Regions from separate parts of the Sus scrofa genome. Here region 1 is linked to region 2. The links are chromatin contacts, called in public targeted proximity ligation maps. All regions are on one chromosome and are shown on one strand. The core of a region is the stretch at or near the end of the contact, and the rest is flanking DNA. Distances in the headings are between cores, read along the strand shown.

Evidence for each region.
Region 1: a contact with region 2 is called in a targeted proximity ligation map of alveolar macrophages. A contact is called at or near these places in 2 of 2 datasets of targeted methods (alveolar macrophages and skeletal muscle).

Annotation. Positions count from the first base shown.
Region 1 is chr3:56,439,996-56,447,314 of Sscrofa11.1, forward strand. The region is part of intron 31 of TMEM131 (transmembrane protein 131); the gene reads left to right. Among named protein-coding and RNA genes, the nearest start is that of TMEM131, 170 kb to the left of the region's middle.
Region 2 is chr3:56,288,064-56,295,014 of Sscrofa11.1, forward strand. The region is part of intron 1 of TMEM131 (transmembrane protein 131); the gene reads left to right. Among named protein-coding and RNA genes, the nearest start is that of TMEM131, 14 kb to the left of the region's middle.

The DNA of each region.
Region 1 (7,319 bases), core at 3,741-6,240, 150 kb after region 2:
TATAGTGATGGTGATAGCTAATTTAGCAGGTGTTCTTCTGGCTCACATTCATCTCTATTATTGGACTTCACCTTTTCCATATCAAGATGCAAAAGCAGGTATCCCTTTGCCATCAAAGATACTATATTTCTTAGATGACTTAACCATGTTCAGGAATTTATTGGACAGCTCATGTTTTCCTTTCCAACTGCCTATGATTACTGTGTTATTGTGGTAGGTTGAACTTCTTTTTTTTGTTAAAGTAATTTTTTAAACGGTGTAAAATGAAGATCATCTGCGTTTTAACTCAAAAATTGGATTTCTGCACAACCTATGCAGCAGTTGGCAAACTACAGCCAGTGGGCCAAGTCATCACTGCTTTTTGTAAATAAAGCTTTATTGGAACCCAGCCATACCCATTCGTTACATACTGTCTGTGGCTGCTTTTATGCTATAGCAGCAGAGTTGAGCAGCTGCAGTAGACATTCTGACTATCTCACAGTTTGTGGGGCAGGAGGTGTCAGGCACCTCGGTGCAGCTTGGCTGGGCCCTCCTGTTCTCCCAAAACTGTGATCAGGCTGGGGGTCGGGACTGAAGTCTCCCTAAGGTTCAGCTGAAGGTGGCTCTGCCTCCAGGCTCACTCAGGTGGCCAATGGCAGGATTTAGTCCTTCGCAGCCTGTTGTACTGAGAGTCTTGGTTTCCTACTGCCTGTGGCCAGTAGCCGGCTGAGTCCTCTCCATAGGGCAGCTCAGAGCAGTTGGCCTTACCAGAGCAAGCCAGCAAAAAGGCAGAAGCAAGAGCAGCCTGGGAGGCCAGAAGGCACGGCCCTCTGTGATTGCCCATCCCTTCTACAGTGTCCTCCTTAGAAGTGTGGTCTAGCCGGACTCCGGGAAAGCAGACTCCACAAGGCCACAAGGTAGGGATCACTGGGTCCCGCTTAGATATCTACACGACACACACAGAGGAGGCTTAGAACTTCCAAAATCCAAAATGTGAAAAATAGTAAGTGGCCTCTGGCTATATTTCAGTTTATTCCCTTTACAGCTTGAACTTGTTTGCATCTTCCTTTCTGTCCTGTGACAGCCGTGTCTGTATGTTACTCTAAGCCTCATCAGGCACCTCCCTCACTGATGTACCAAGGAGTTTTTGCCTTTGGATTACACAGGGGACAAGGAACTTGGCAGCCCTAAGAGAGCTAAAGAAGCATCAGAAGAAACCTGACATTCCCAAGTCCAGTTTTCTTTTCGAGAATTTTTAGTTCTAGGGATCTGAAGGCTAGCTCCGTAGAGTCTTCTTAGAATAATTACATTTGGATTTATAAAACAGGAAAATGTCTTGAATATTATTTAACTTCTTCCACAGAAATCTTTTTTTTATTGTTATTATTAATAGAGCTTATAGATTTTAGGGTACTTTTTATATTAATATTAAATGAGTTCCCATCGTGGCTCAGTGGTTAATGAATCCGACTAGGAACCATAAGGTTGCAGGTTCGATCCCTGGCCTTTCTCAGTGGGTTAAGGACCCGGTGCTGCCTTGGGCTGTGGTGTAGGTTGCAGACGCAGCTCGGATCCTGCATTGCTGTGGCTGTGGTTTAGGCTGGCGGCTGCGGCTCCAATTCAACCCCAGCCTGGGAACCTCCATATGCCACGGGAGCGGCCCTAGAAAAGACAAAAAATAAATAAATAAATAAGTGAACACTTAAAGTTCCTCTTTTTAATTAGATCCAGTTACATAGTGAGTTTTTCCCTTATTGAGAGCATGAATAAACATGTATCACCCTTTCTTGCTGCAAAGATAGGCTTTGGCAGTCAAGGTGAATATCCCATTGCTTGTCTAAGATAGCCCTCTAACATCAGTACGATGGCCTGTTTTTATTTTCATGGTCATTCATCTAGAACATAAATTTTAAAATTTTAAAAAAGATGTTTTTAAATTTTCACAGTGGTCCTAGAGTTGACCTCCTAAAAGATATTTAATGATGGAGCATGGGTACCACATTGTTAGTGATTCTTGAGCCCACGAGGAGACAGTGATTACCAGCTTCACATGAGCGGCCACTCGTTATCCTTCCCACCACTGCTGTTTGGAAAGAAGGAAGGAGCCATATCTTTTTTTTTTTTTTCAATAAGTGTTTTTATTGAAGTATAACATACATAGAGAAAACCAGTCTTTTAAATGCACTTGAAAAGGTGGGCACTGATCTTGGGGTTGCAACCTAGTGCTATATCATAAAACCATAGGCGTTTAGCTGGGTAGATCCTTTATAATCTCTCTGGAGCTTAGCCCAGCGCCCCTGCTAAACTAGTCATCATGTTTACATTAAATATGAGCCTGCCCTTTTCAGAAGCGCCCTTTTCTCTCCCCAGCCCTGCCCTGCACCTCAAAGAATCTCTGTAGTGAGTTTAGGTAGTGTCACAAGCACCCTGTTTTAATGGGACCTCCAGCCACCTCTCTGGTCATCCCTGCAGCCACTGTTCGGCATGGAGGGGAGGACCAGAAATGGCCTGTCTTCATAGCTGGCCCAGCCAGGACTCTGTAGCTGCACAGTTGGTAGATTCGGTACTTCGGTGGTTTCTCCTCCTGTGAGACCTGAGCCCTGGGAACTGGACAGAGGCCATTGCTGGGTTGATAGCTAAAACCTGAGAAAGCTCTGGACTGGTGCAGCCGTTTTCAGTCTCTACATTAACTGCAGAAACAGTGGAATCTGCCGCCACCTCGTTTCTGCCATTGGCAGTCTAGGATGTGGCATTATGGGGGGGAGTGAGCAGCAGAGTGGTGTGGGGTCACAAGGTCAGGCTCCACTCTCAGGCAGCTCCAGATCAAATCCTGGCTGTGCTGCTTAGTAACACTGTTACCTTTAAAGGGAAGCAAAGAGCTGCTACTTTGCATGGTAGAGTGTAGGTGCTACTGTGGCTTTTAGGGCAGGAAATGGTGCTGTCCCCAGCCTGCTGACTTGCAGGTGGCTGTGGAACCTCCCAACAGGAATGTCTGCTTGGAAGCTGGTCTTAGCAGAGCTCTAAGAACAGAATCCTGAGGGCAAGGCCAGCAAGAAGAAAGCCAGCAGACAGCGTGACAAGAAGCAAGTAGGAGGTGTGGTTAGCATGTCCCAGCCAGGCCAGAGCAGAGCTAGAGCTGAGCTCCACAGAGCCTGGCTGTTGGACGTTACTCGACCTTGGCAGGAATAGCCTTGTCAGAAAGATGGAACTAGAAGCCAGGTTACAGTAGCTTAGAGAGGACCCTTCATACCAGCTTGTTACCAGCGGCATCTCTGAGCATGTGTGAGGGGCCAGTGAGTAAAGGGGGAGGGGGTGACTCTCTAATATGTGGTTTCCATGTTCTTTGATTTTTAACCAGCAAAAAGGATGCACATATTGTGTGGTAGTATTTTCAATTAAAAAAAAAAAATGGAAAGCGGTGCTTAAAAAATATCTACAGATCAAGGGAAAAACAGCTGGCATAGCTGAGAGCCGTGGTGTTTGTCAGCCCTTCCTAATGTTCCAGACACAACTCGCATGCCTCGTGCACCTTGGGATGGGCATTTCCAGTCCCATTGAAACCTGTCTAAGGAAGGTTACATCAGGTAGATGGGGAGCCCACACCAAGACCAACCCTACCCCTCAGCTCATCACCACACTTCACCACCTCCTTCACAAGGAGGAGAAGCAAAGAGATGTTTATACAACCAAACGCCCAAGGAGGTGGGTGGGAGGAGCCCCAGCTCAGCACATTAGAAAAGGGCTCGATTTCCACAGGTGTGTGGATGCGGGTGCATCGTAGCATTGGAGACTGAAGGGGAAGCGGCAGGGGAGAAACACAACCCAGAGGAAGTTTGGAATAATCACATTAGCTAACTGAGATTCCGTAGACTGGGGTCTGTGGGGCCTGGAAGCAGACCTGCAGAGCAGCCCCTCAGACAGCACGGGCGACCCGCCAGGATCCCTGGGCCTTCCTCACGCTTATGTCGTTCTCTGTCGCACTCTCGGCCACGGGGTGGTGGGAGTTCTGCGGGACGGGGGCAGCAGAAAGAGCCGGGGATGGGAGGGTCATGCGGGTGTTGGCGGGTGATGAGGGATGTGCTGGGCTGCCTGTAATTAGCAGGACCTTAACCCAGAAGGGACCTCACAGGCAAGGAGGACATGGACAAGTCAAGGGCGGGGGGTGGGGAGCCCAGGGATTGAGGGGACCAAGGAGGAGGCATGAGGCTTTAGGGTTTCAGAGAAAAAGCAGTTCTGGGCAAGAGCAGGTCCTCACGCGCAGCCCCGGAAACCAGATGTGGGGTGTGATGGAGGCGAAGCCCATCAGCAGCAGCGAGGCTGCAACCCTGGAGACCCGCAGTCTCTTCTGCAACACTCGGGAGCCTCCTGTGTTGAAATCCGGGTTTTCAGAAAGGCATACGACGTGTGTGCCATGTGACTCTTGACCCTAAAGTAGGTTCATGTCAGTTCAGTTTTGGTTTTGCTACAAAAGAGTTTACTCATCCTGTTTTGTTTCTAAATGAGTTGGGAAGAAAAAGCTTTGAAAACATTTTGGATTTCAGAGTGATTGACCTTCCCCCTGGTCTGGCCCAGGCCTGGGTCGGGGACGTCTGAGATGCAGTGCCAGGCTCCTGGGTGAGGACCAGGAGGAGTGTCAGTGCTACAGTGTGTGTGGAGGGTCCCTGGCCTGGATCTGACTGTCACCTCTCCTGCCTCCTGAGCCTCCAGCCAAGAGAAGAGACAGACTAGATTTAGAGCCAGAATTTAAAATCTACCCTGAAGTTCTTTTCTTCCAAGGCAGGGCATCTGCTACATACTGGTGGAGACTGAGGCTTGGCTGATAAGCCTTCTGCTCTCACCTCTAAAACTACGTATTGTCCCTCAGGCAAAGGTAATTAGCCCAAAAGTAAATCTGACTTGATTCACCTAACATAGGCCTAGAAGCTGGAGTGTGAGCAGAGAGAAGGTCATGTATTGGCTCTAGGGAGCAGGGCCTCTGAGGTCAGGGACAGGAAGCTCAGTGGCTGACCCACATAGAAGAGAGGGTATTGGGCAAGTCTTCTAAGGCCTGCTCCCCAAAGCTGAGGACCAGGAATTGGCAATAATGACATCACTAAGAGCTTTTAAAAAGGTGAAATCTTGGGCCCCACCCCAGGCCACTGATCAGATTCTCTATTCAGCAGTCTTGGCAGGTGATTGGGATCGGCTGTGTCAAGCTCTTGTAGCCCCACCCACTAGTGGAATGTAGCCAGTAAAAGTCTGGGAGGTGGGCACTGGGCCCACCTAGTGGGTTTGGGGCAGGCAGGAATTGCCCTTAAAGTCTTGGAGAGAAGTGCGTAAGTGGGAAGACAGAAGCTCTACTCTCCCAACATTGAGTTGTAGTGTGTTTGCTCTTGAATATCCATGATACTTTATTTCTAGAATAAACAAATCAAAGTTCTCATTGCATGTAATACTTTTACGAAAACCCTAAGTAATTGAACTCTATATGCTACATAAAGTTGGTTGTGCAGCCTTTTTGTCTGAGTCCCGCGTACCTTATTGGTTCTGGTTAGAGCTGCATACAGTGTGTACAGCTTTCTCAGGGTACAGGAAAAGCTGGAACAGAAGAGAATATGGATCTACTCACAGACTTATTAATTCCTTTCCTGAGATAGATGTAAAATTTTTTCACTTAATAAGAATTCTTGGGGGTTCCATCATGGCTCAGCAGAAACAAATCTGACTAGCATCCATGAGGACGCAGGTTCGATCCCTGGCCTTACTCAGTGGGTTAAGGATCCTGCCTTGCTGTGGCTGTGGTGTAAGTGGGCAGCTGCAGCTCCAATTTGACCCCTAGCCTGGGAACTTCCACATGCCGCGGGTGTAGCCCTAAAAAGACAAAAAATATTCTCTTCTACCTTCTTCTGGGCTAAACCAGTATCTTTGCCATCTAAGCACAGAACAAAATAATGCGATAATAGCTGTAAATTTTTGGAAACAATATTCACTTTAACATAAAGAACTCCTGAAGCATTTTCTTCATGTGCATCTTTTGGTACATTTTAGGTTGTCACACTCATATTGAGGTATCATTTCAGAACAAATAGGGGGAAATAAACTTAATGTAACCAGTACTGACTCGAAGGAATCATGTGTTGGTCCGTGTGGTCTGGTGGCCTCACTTAGACCTTTTAAACAGGCAGAAGATGAGGAGAAAGAAACTCCTGCCAGAATGGGTAATTCTCTAGAGGTTGTCCTGAATCTCCAGTCAGGTGTTGTTACTGTCCTGGCCTGGCTTAGGTCCACAGCCACTAGGCTTGCACTCATTCAGGGAAACTGCTAGTGGCTGACACTGTTCTGAAGCAGTTTCTTTGGGTGGAGACTAAGTGACATGATTTTTTTTTCCCCTAAATTTTTCTTTTATTCTTACACATATAAGAAAGAAATGAGCTATGAGAGCTAGCCTTCTTTTCTATTTTAACATTTTTTTTATTTTTTTTTCCGCTGTACAGCATGGGGACCAAGTTACACATACATGTATACGTACCTTTTCCTCTCATTGTTGTGTTGCAATATAAGTATCTAGACATAGTTCTCAATGCTACACAGCTGAATCTCATTATAAATCCATTCCAACAGCAATGGTTTGCATCTGATAACCCCAAGCTCCCTATCCCTCCCACTCCCTCCCTCTCCCCCCTGGGCAGCCACAAGTCTGTTCTCCAAGTCTATGATTTTCTTTTCTGTGGAAATGTTCATTTGTGCTGTATATTAGATTCCAGTTACAAGTGATATCATATGGTATTTGTCTTTGTCTTTCTGACTTACTTCACTCAGTATGAGAGCCCGTGGTGGCTCAGTGGTTAGCGAATCTGATTAGGAACCATGAGGTTGCGGGTTCAATCCCTGGACTCGCTCAGCGGGTTAAGGATCTGGCGTTTCCGTGAGCTGTGGTGTAGGTCGCAGATGTGGCTCAGATCCTGCGTTGCTGTGGCTCTGGCATAGGCTGGCAGCTACAGCTTCGATTTGTCCCCTAGCCTGGGAACCTCCATATGCTGCAGGTGCGGCCCTAATAAGTGACATGATTTAAAGTTATCCTGCCCAAAGGAGTGATTTCAGATTGCTTTGTACACTTGTTAGTGAAGACTTAAAGAAGTAAATGAGTAGGACACATTTTATAAATTGATAATTCCTATTTTTGCCTACATTTAAAATGATGAGAGGTCGTTTCAATGATTAAAGCAAATCTAAAACAGTAAGAGACAAAAAGTAGTTCTTGATGTTTCATCTGTTTGTTTTTAATTATGACAGTGCAATCTCAACGAAAACCTAGAATGAAGTTAGTTTTATTACCACTAATTGTTAAATTGAGCTGCACA
Region 2 (6,951 bases), core at 2,683-5,182:
TGCATTTGAATTTTTAATTTTCTATTTATTTTTATCTAAAAACTTATTAGCCAAATCTGTCATTCTTTTCCTTTATGGTTTCTGCTTTTGTTGTTAGGCTTAAGAAGCCCTGTGCATAAAGTTTATATATATTCACCAGTATTTTTTTTTTTTTTTTGTCTTTTTGCCTTTTCTAGGGCCGCTTCCCTTGGCATATGGAGGTTCCCAGGCTAGGGGTCTAATCCGAGCTGTAGCCGCTGGCCTATGCCACAGCAAAGTGGGATCCAAGCCGCGTCTGCAACCTACACCACAGCTCACGGCAACACCAGATCGTTAACCCACTGAGCAAGGGCAGGGACCGAACCCGCAACCTCATGGTTCCTAGTTGGATTCGTTAACCACTGCGCCACGACGGGAACTCCGGCAACGCCAGATTCTTAACCCACTGAGCAAGGCCAGGGATCAAACCCGCAACCTCATGGTTCCTAGTCGGATTTGTTAACCACTGCGCCACGACAAGAACACCATATTCACAAGTATTTTAAATTCATACTTCTACTTTTAAATGCAAATCTCTAATTCTTCAGAATCTATTGGTGTCAGGTAGAGAATCTTTTTCTCAGGTGGTTAGTTACCTTAATACCACTTACTGAATTATATATAGTATTTCCTTTTCATGCAAATTCTGTTACATACTTGTATTTGTTTCTTGATTTTTCTGTGTTTTTTGTTTTTTTTTCCCCCTTTTGCAGCTGCACTTGTGGCATAGGGAGGTTCTTTGGCCATGGCATGCATCTGAGCCACAGCTGTGTCCTACACCACAGCTGTGGCAATGCTGGATCTTTAACCGACTGTGCTGGGCCAGGGATAGAACCTGAGCTACTGCAGAGACAATGCTGGATCCTTAATCCATGTACCACAGGGGAAACTCCTGTTTCGTTTTGTTTTTTTCTTCTTCACAGATATATTTGTATATTTTTTGATTTGTTTAAGTACTACATTTTCATTTGTCCATTTTATTAGCTGGCTTGGCAGGTCATCCCCTTCCCTTAAATTATTATTCTTCCCAAAACATTTTCTTGTCTATCTTGTTTTTTATTTGCTTTTTTGATTAGAATTGCATCAAAATGTTAGACAAATTTGAAACTCGTTGACATCTTTATAATGTTTTCTATTTATTTTTCTTTCATGTATGTGTGTATACATATATATATGCACACATACACTCAAATACACACTATTACAGAACATGAAATGGCCATTTTGTAGATCCAATAACAACTACCGTAGATTAAATAACAACTTAATCCAATAGTAAATATGTATGTATATGTATAATTGCGTTGGTTGGAGCTTTAGAACAGTGCTAAATAAGAGTAGTGAAAAAGTAGGCATCCTTATCTTTTTTCACTGTGAAGTATGATTGGGGTAGTTGGTTGAAATTAGATGTTCTTGATAATAATTAAGAAATTTCCTGTATTTTTAAGAATTTAAGTTTTATAAGTTATTAGGAATAGATATTAGGCTTTATCAGATGAAATTATCTCATGCTTTTTGGCTCTAAGCTATGGCTTTTTGGCTGATTGAATCACAGCAGCACTAAACATTCTTGTTGAATTGACCCATATCTCTACTCCCCCTAGAAAATCTGTCCAGTGATGCCCACTGAACTTGGGCTGCTAGCACCTAACAGGCTGTTCTCTCATACTTACATTTACTCCCTCTAGTTGTGTGTATTTCTGTATATTGTGCCTGAGGTGTTTTTTTGTTTTTGTTTTTGTTTTGGTCTTTTTAGGGCCGCACCCATGGCATATGGAGGTTCCCAGGCTAGGGGTCCAATCAGAGCTGTAGCTGCTGGCCTACATCAGAGCCACAGCAATGTGGGATCTGGGCCACATCTGTGACCTACACCATAGCTCATGGCAACGCCGGATCCCTAACCCACTGAGCAAGGCCAGGGATTGAACCCGCGTCCTCATGGATGCTAGTCAGGTTCATTAACTGCTGAGCCACAATGGGAACTCTGTGCCTGAGGTTTTTTATTCTTTTTTTTAAAACTGAAACTCTAAGGTTTTTTTTTTTTTTTTTGAAATATTTCATCCATTGCAAAAAGCTATCAATAATAATAGCAACAACAATAAAATAGTTTTAAGAATAAACAGGAAATGTGATGCAGCATCTGAGGAAAACTTTAGAACATTCTTGAAGGCAAAAAAAAAGTAGATTTCAATAGTAGAAAGGCATTCCTTGTACTTGGGTAGGAGGATTCAACATCTAAAAACTTCAGGTCTCCCTAAGTTAACATTAATTTTACACAAATGCAATTTAAAAATACCAACAAAACTTTTTATAGAGCAGCAAAAGTTGATATTAAAGTTAACAAACATGTAGGAGTGCTGGAGAAATGCTGGAAAAGAAAAGTTATGAGGTGTTACTAGCACAAGCAGTTATTGAAACATACTCTTAAGCCATTATATAATTGGAAGAAGCAGGGTATTGGTATGGAGACACCTAAGTGGAATAGAATAGAAATTCCATAAGTAGACCTGAGGGCATGTGGTTTATGCTTAAGACCTGCTTTCCTTCTGAGTCTGGAATGTACTAGGCAAAGGGTACCTATGTGACTAGCCCCCAGTTAAAACTTTGGACCTTATATTAGTTTCCCATTGATGCTCTCGCAAATTACCACAGCATTAGTAGCTTAAAACAGCGCACATTTATTCTCTTATGGTTCTGAAGAGTGGAATTCTAAAATCAAGGTGTTGGCAGGTCTTTGTTGGCTTCAGGGAGAATCTCTTCCTCGCCTTCGTGGCCTCCTGCATTCCCTGGCTCATAGCTTCTTCCTCACATTACTCCACCGTCTTGCTTGATCACCACTTCTTTCTTTCATTGTCACCTTGCCTTCTGCCCCTCTGTTCTTCTGCCTCTGTCTTATATAAAGACCATTGTTTTGCATTGGACCTATCTAGAGAGTCTAGAATCTCGACTCTCTAGATACTTAAACCTCATCTCAGAGTACTTAATTTAATCACATATCCAAAATCCTTTTGGCCATTTAAAGTAGCATTCACAGATTACAGGAATTGGGATGTGGGCATCTTAGGGAGCCATTATTGAGCCTACCAGAGATGTTTGGTCTGTGTTGAACTTTTCTGGTAGATAAGACACCAAAATACACACAACAAAAGAAAAAATAGATAAATTAGACATCATCAAAATGAAAAAGTTTTGTGTTAAGGAACCTCATTTCATTATCATCTGGTGAATCTTACACCATTTCTATTTCAGATATAGGCTGTGAACCAGTGCTGGTCCCCAAACTGATTATGACTGGTCCATAGCAAGAGAAGTTAAGAAATTGAGAGTAGAGTCTTAGATATTCATATATAAAACTAGTGATAGTTTTATGTCTAATGAATAAATATTAAAATAAGAGTAAAGGAATTCCCACTTTGGCATAGTGGGTTAAGAATCTACTGCAGCAGCTCCAGTCACTGCGGAGGCATAGGTTTGACCCCCAGCATGGTTCATTGGGTTAAAGGGTCTAGCATTGCTGCAGCTGCAGTGTAGGTTGCAGCTGTAACTCAGATTCAGTCCCTGGCTGAGGAACTTCCATGTGCCACGGGTGTGGCCATAAAAGTGAAATAAGTAAAAAAATTTGTGCTTCAAAGGACAATGTAAAAAATGTGAAAAGACAGCCTACAGAATTGGAGAATTTTTTTGCAGATCGTATATCTGGTAAGGGTCATGTGTCTAGAATATATAAAGAACTCAATATAAAAAGACAATCCAGTAGAAAAAATGGACAAGAGATCTAAATAGGCATTTCTCCAGAGATACACAACAAGGATATAAAAGATACTCAGTGTCATTAACCATCAGAGGGACACATATCAGACCCAAAATGTGGTGCCACTTTTACATCCACTGGTGTGGTTGTAATAAAAAAAGATGTAGTAAGTGTGGGTGAGGATGTGGAGAAATTGAAATGTCATGCGTTGCTACTGGGAATATAAGATGGTGCAACTGCTTTGCAGAAAATCTGGCACTGCACCAAGATACTAAATATAAAGTTACTGTATGATCCAGCAATTCTACTGGATTGAATACCCAAAAGAAATGAAAACATGTATGTACACAAAAACTTGTGTACAGAAAAGTTCGTAGACGTATCTTTCATAATAGTCAGAAAATGGAAGCAACTAAAATGTCCCATCAGTTGATGAATGGATGTGTAAAATGGAATATTATTCAGCCAAAAAAGGGAGCAGAGTACTGATGCATATGCTGCAGACAGATGAACCTGGAAAACATTGTGCTGTGTGAACAAAGCCAATCACAAAAGGCCATGTTTGACCACAAAAACGTTTAAATTTCCTTTCCTTTCCTTTTCTTTTTTTTCTTTTCAGACATGCTGCAGGCCAGGCATCAAACTTGCGCCAAAGCAGCGACCTAAGCCACTGTAGACAGTGCCAGATCCTTAGTGCCTCAAGAGAACTTAAACCACAAAAAGCATTTCAATGAAATGTCCAGAATAGACAAATCCAAAGAGACAAAATAGATTAGTGATTACCTAGGGTTGGAGGAGGAAGGAATGGGGAGTGACTGCTAATGGATATGGTATTTCTTTTGGGGGTATTGAAAATGGCCTGGAATCAGCTAGTGGTGATGGTTGCACAACTCTGTGAATATACTAGAAACTGTGCATTGAATATTTTAAATGGGAAATTGTATGGCATATGATTTTGTATCTCAGTACAACTATTATATATATAAATAGCTGTATTGAGATATAAATCTCTCTCTCTCTCTCTCTCTATATATATATATATATATATATTCTTTTTTTTTTTTTTTTGGCCACACCCACGGCATGTACAAGTTCCTGGGCTAGGGACCCAAGCCTCAGCAGTGACAATGAAGGGTCCTTAACCTGGTGAACCACAGAGGAATTCCAGTAAAGCTGTATTTTTAGTTTATTTAAAACTGGAAAAATACACTTTTTGTCTAAGAAACAGCTGAGACACCGTTTCTCAATTATCTGATTGGCAAAAGTTTAAAAGCTTGCTAACGTCTCTGGTGAGGCTGTGGGAAAGCATGCATTCTCGCACCTTGCTGGTGGGAATGCAAAAATGGTAACAATCTTTAATGGAAAGAAATTTGGCATGGTTTCTGACAACTATGTACGTGTTTGTAATTTCTTTTTTTTTTTTTTTTCTTTTTTTCGTGTTTGTAATTTCGACCTCACAATCCCATTCCTAGGAATTGACCCTCAAGGTACTCTTCTGACATACAAATACACATGAACAAGGTTATTCTTAGCATGATTGTTTGTAATAGAAAAATACTGGAAATTGCCTAAATGCCCATATATAGTTGAATAATTATATCCACATAATGGATTATTATTATACACTTGCAAAAAAAAAAAAAAAAAAGAATGAGGGAGAGCTCTAGAATCTGATATTGAGCCATTACATTAATACAATGCAAAATGAAAGCAGCCAGGTACAAGAGACAGGGAGCGAAGCGAATGTGTGTGGTATAAGTGTGTAACATGCTGTCTTAACGGATTTTTTTTTTCTTTTTACTAGAGCTGTATAATTCTTTGAATTTTAATACATGTATATATTTTGTAACCAGCACCACCACACTCAGGACAGAGAATAGTTCGTTACACCCCCATCCATGTTGTAACTCCCAGCAACCATGATAGTTTTCTTTTTCTTTTTTTTTTTCTTTTTTTGAAAATATCATATAAATGAAATCATATAGTTTTTTTTTTGTTTGTTTTATTTATTTATTTTTTTTGTCTTTTTGCCATTTCTTGGGCCGCTCCCACGGCATATGGAGGTTCCCAGGCTAGGGGTCGAATCAAAGCTGCAGCTGCTGGCCTACACCAGAGCCACAGCAACGCGGGATCTGAGCCGCGTCTGAGACCTACACCGCAGCTCATGGCCACGCCAGGTCCTTAACCCACTGAGCAAGGCCAGGGATTGAACCCGCAACCTCATGGCTCCTAGTCGGATTCGTTAACCACTGAGCCATGACGGGAACTCCGAAATCATATAGTTTTGAAAGTATATAATTTTGAAACCAGATTTTTACTCAGTGCTTTTGATTCATCAGACTTCTTGCGTGAGGCAATAGCTTATTCCTCATAATTGTTGAGTAGTATTCCAGTGTATGAATGTACCAGATTTGTTTATCATTCATATGTTGATGAAAATGTGGGCTGTTTCCAGTTTTTGGCCATTACAAATAAAGCTGTGTATATTCATGTATGTCTTTGTATGCATATGTTTTTCATTTTGGTTAAATACCTGGGAGTGGAATGTTTGCATCATATGGTAGGTCTGTGTTTAACTTAAATAGCTAATCTGTCTTCCAGAATGGTTGTACCATTTTATATCTCCACCAGCAGTGTATGAGAGTTCCATTCCCTCCCATTGTCTGTCCACACTTTGGTATGGTCAGCCTTTTAAATTTTAGCAATTTTAACAAGTATACAGTAGAGCATGTAATTTTAATTCGTATTTCCCCAGTGAATAGTGATGGTGAGCATCTTTTCATGTGTTTACTTGCCATGCAAATATCTCCTTTGGTGAAAAGGCTTTCAAATTTTTTGCCCAAGCTTTATTGCATTATTTATTTTCTTACTGAGATTTGAAAGTCCCTTATATATTGTAGCTGGAAGACCTTTGCAGATAATATACTTGCAAAAATTTTCTCCAGGTCCTGTATTTTCATTCTCTTAACAATGTGTTTTGAAGAACAGAAGTTTTTGAGTAAGTCCAGCTTATCAGGTTGTTCTTTTATAGCTCATGTTTTTGGTGTTTTATCTATATCTTTGCCTAACTAAAAGTATCAAAGGTTTTCTTGTAGACAGTCTCTTCAGCAAGTGGTATTTGGAAAACTGGACAGCTGCATGTAAATCATTAAAGTTAGAACACACCCTCACACTACCACAAA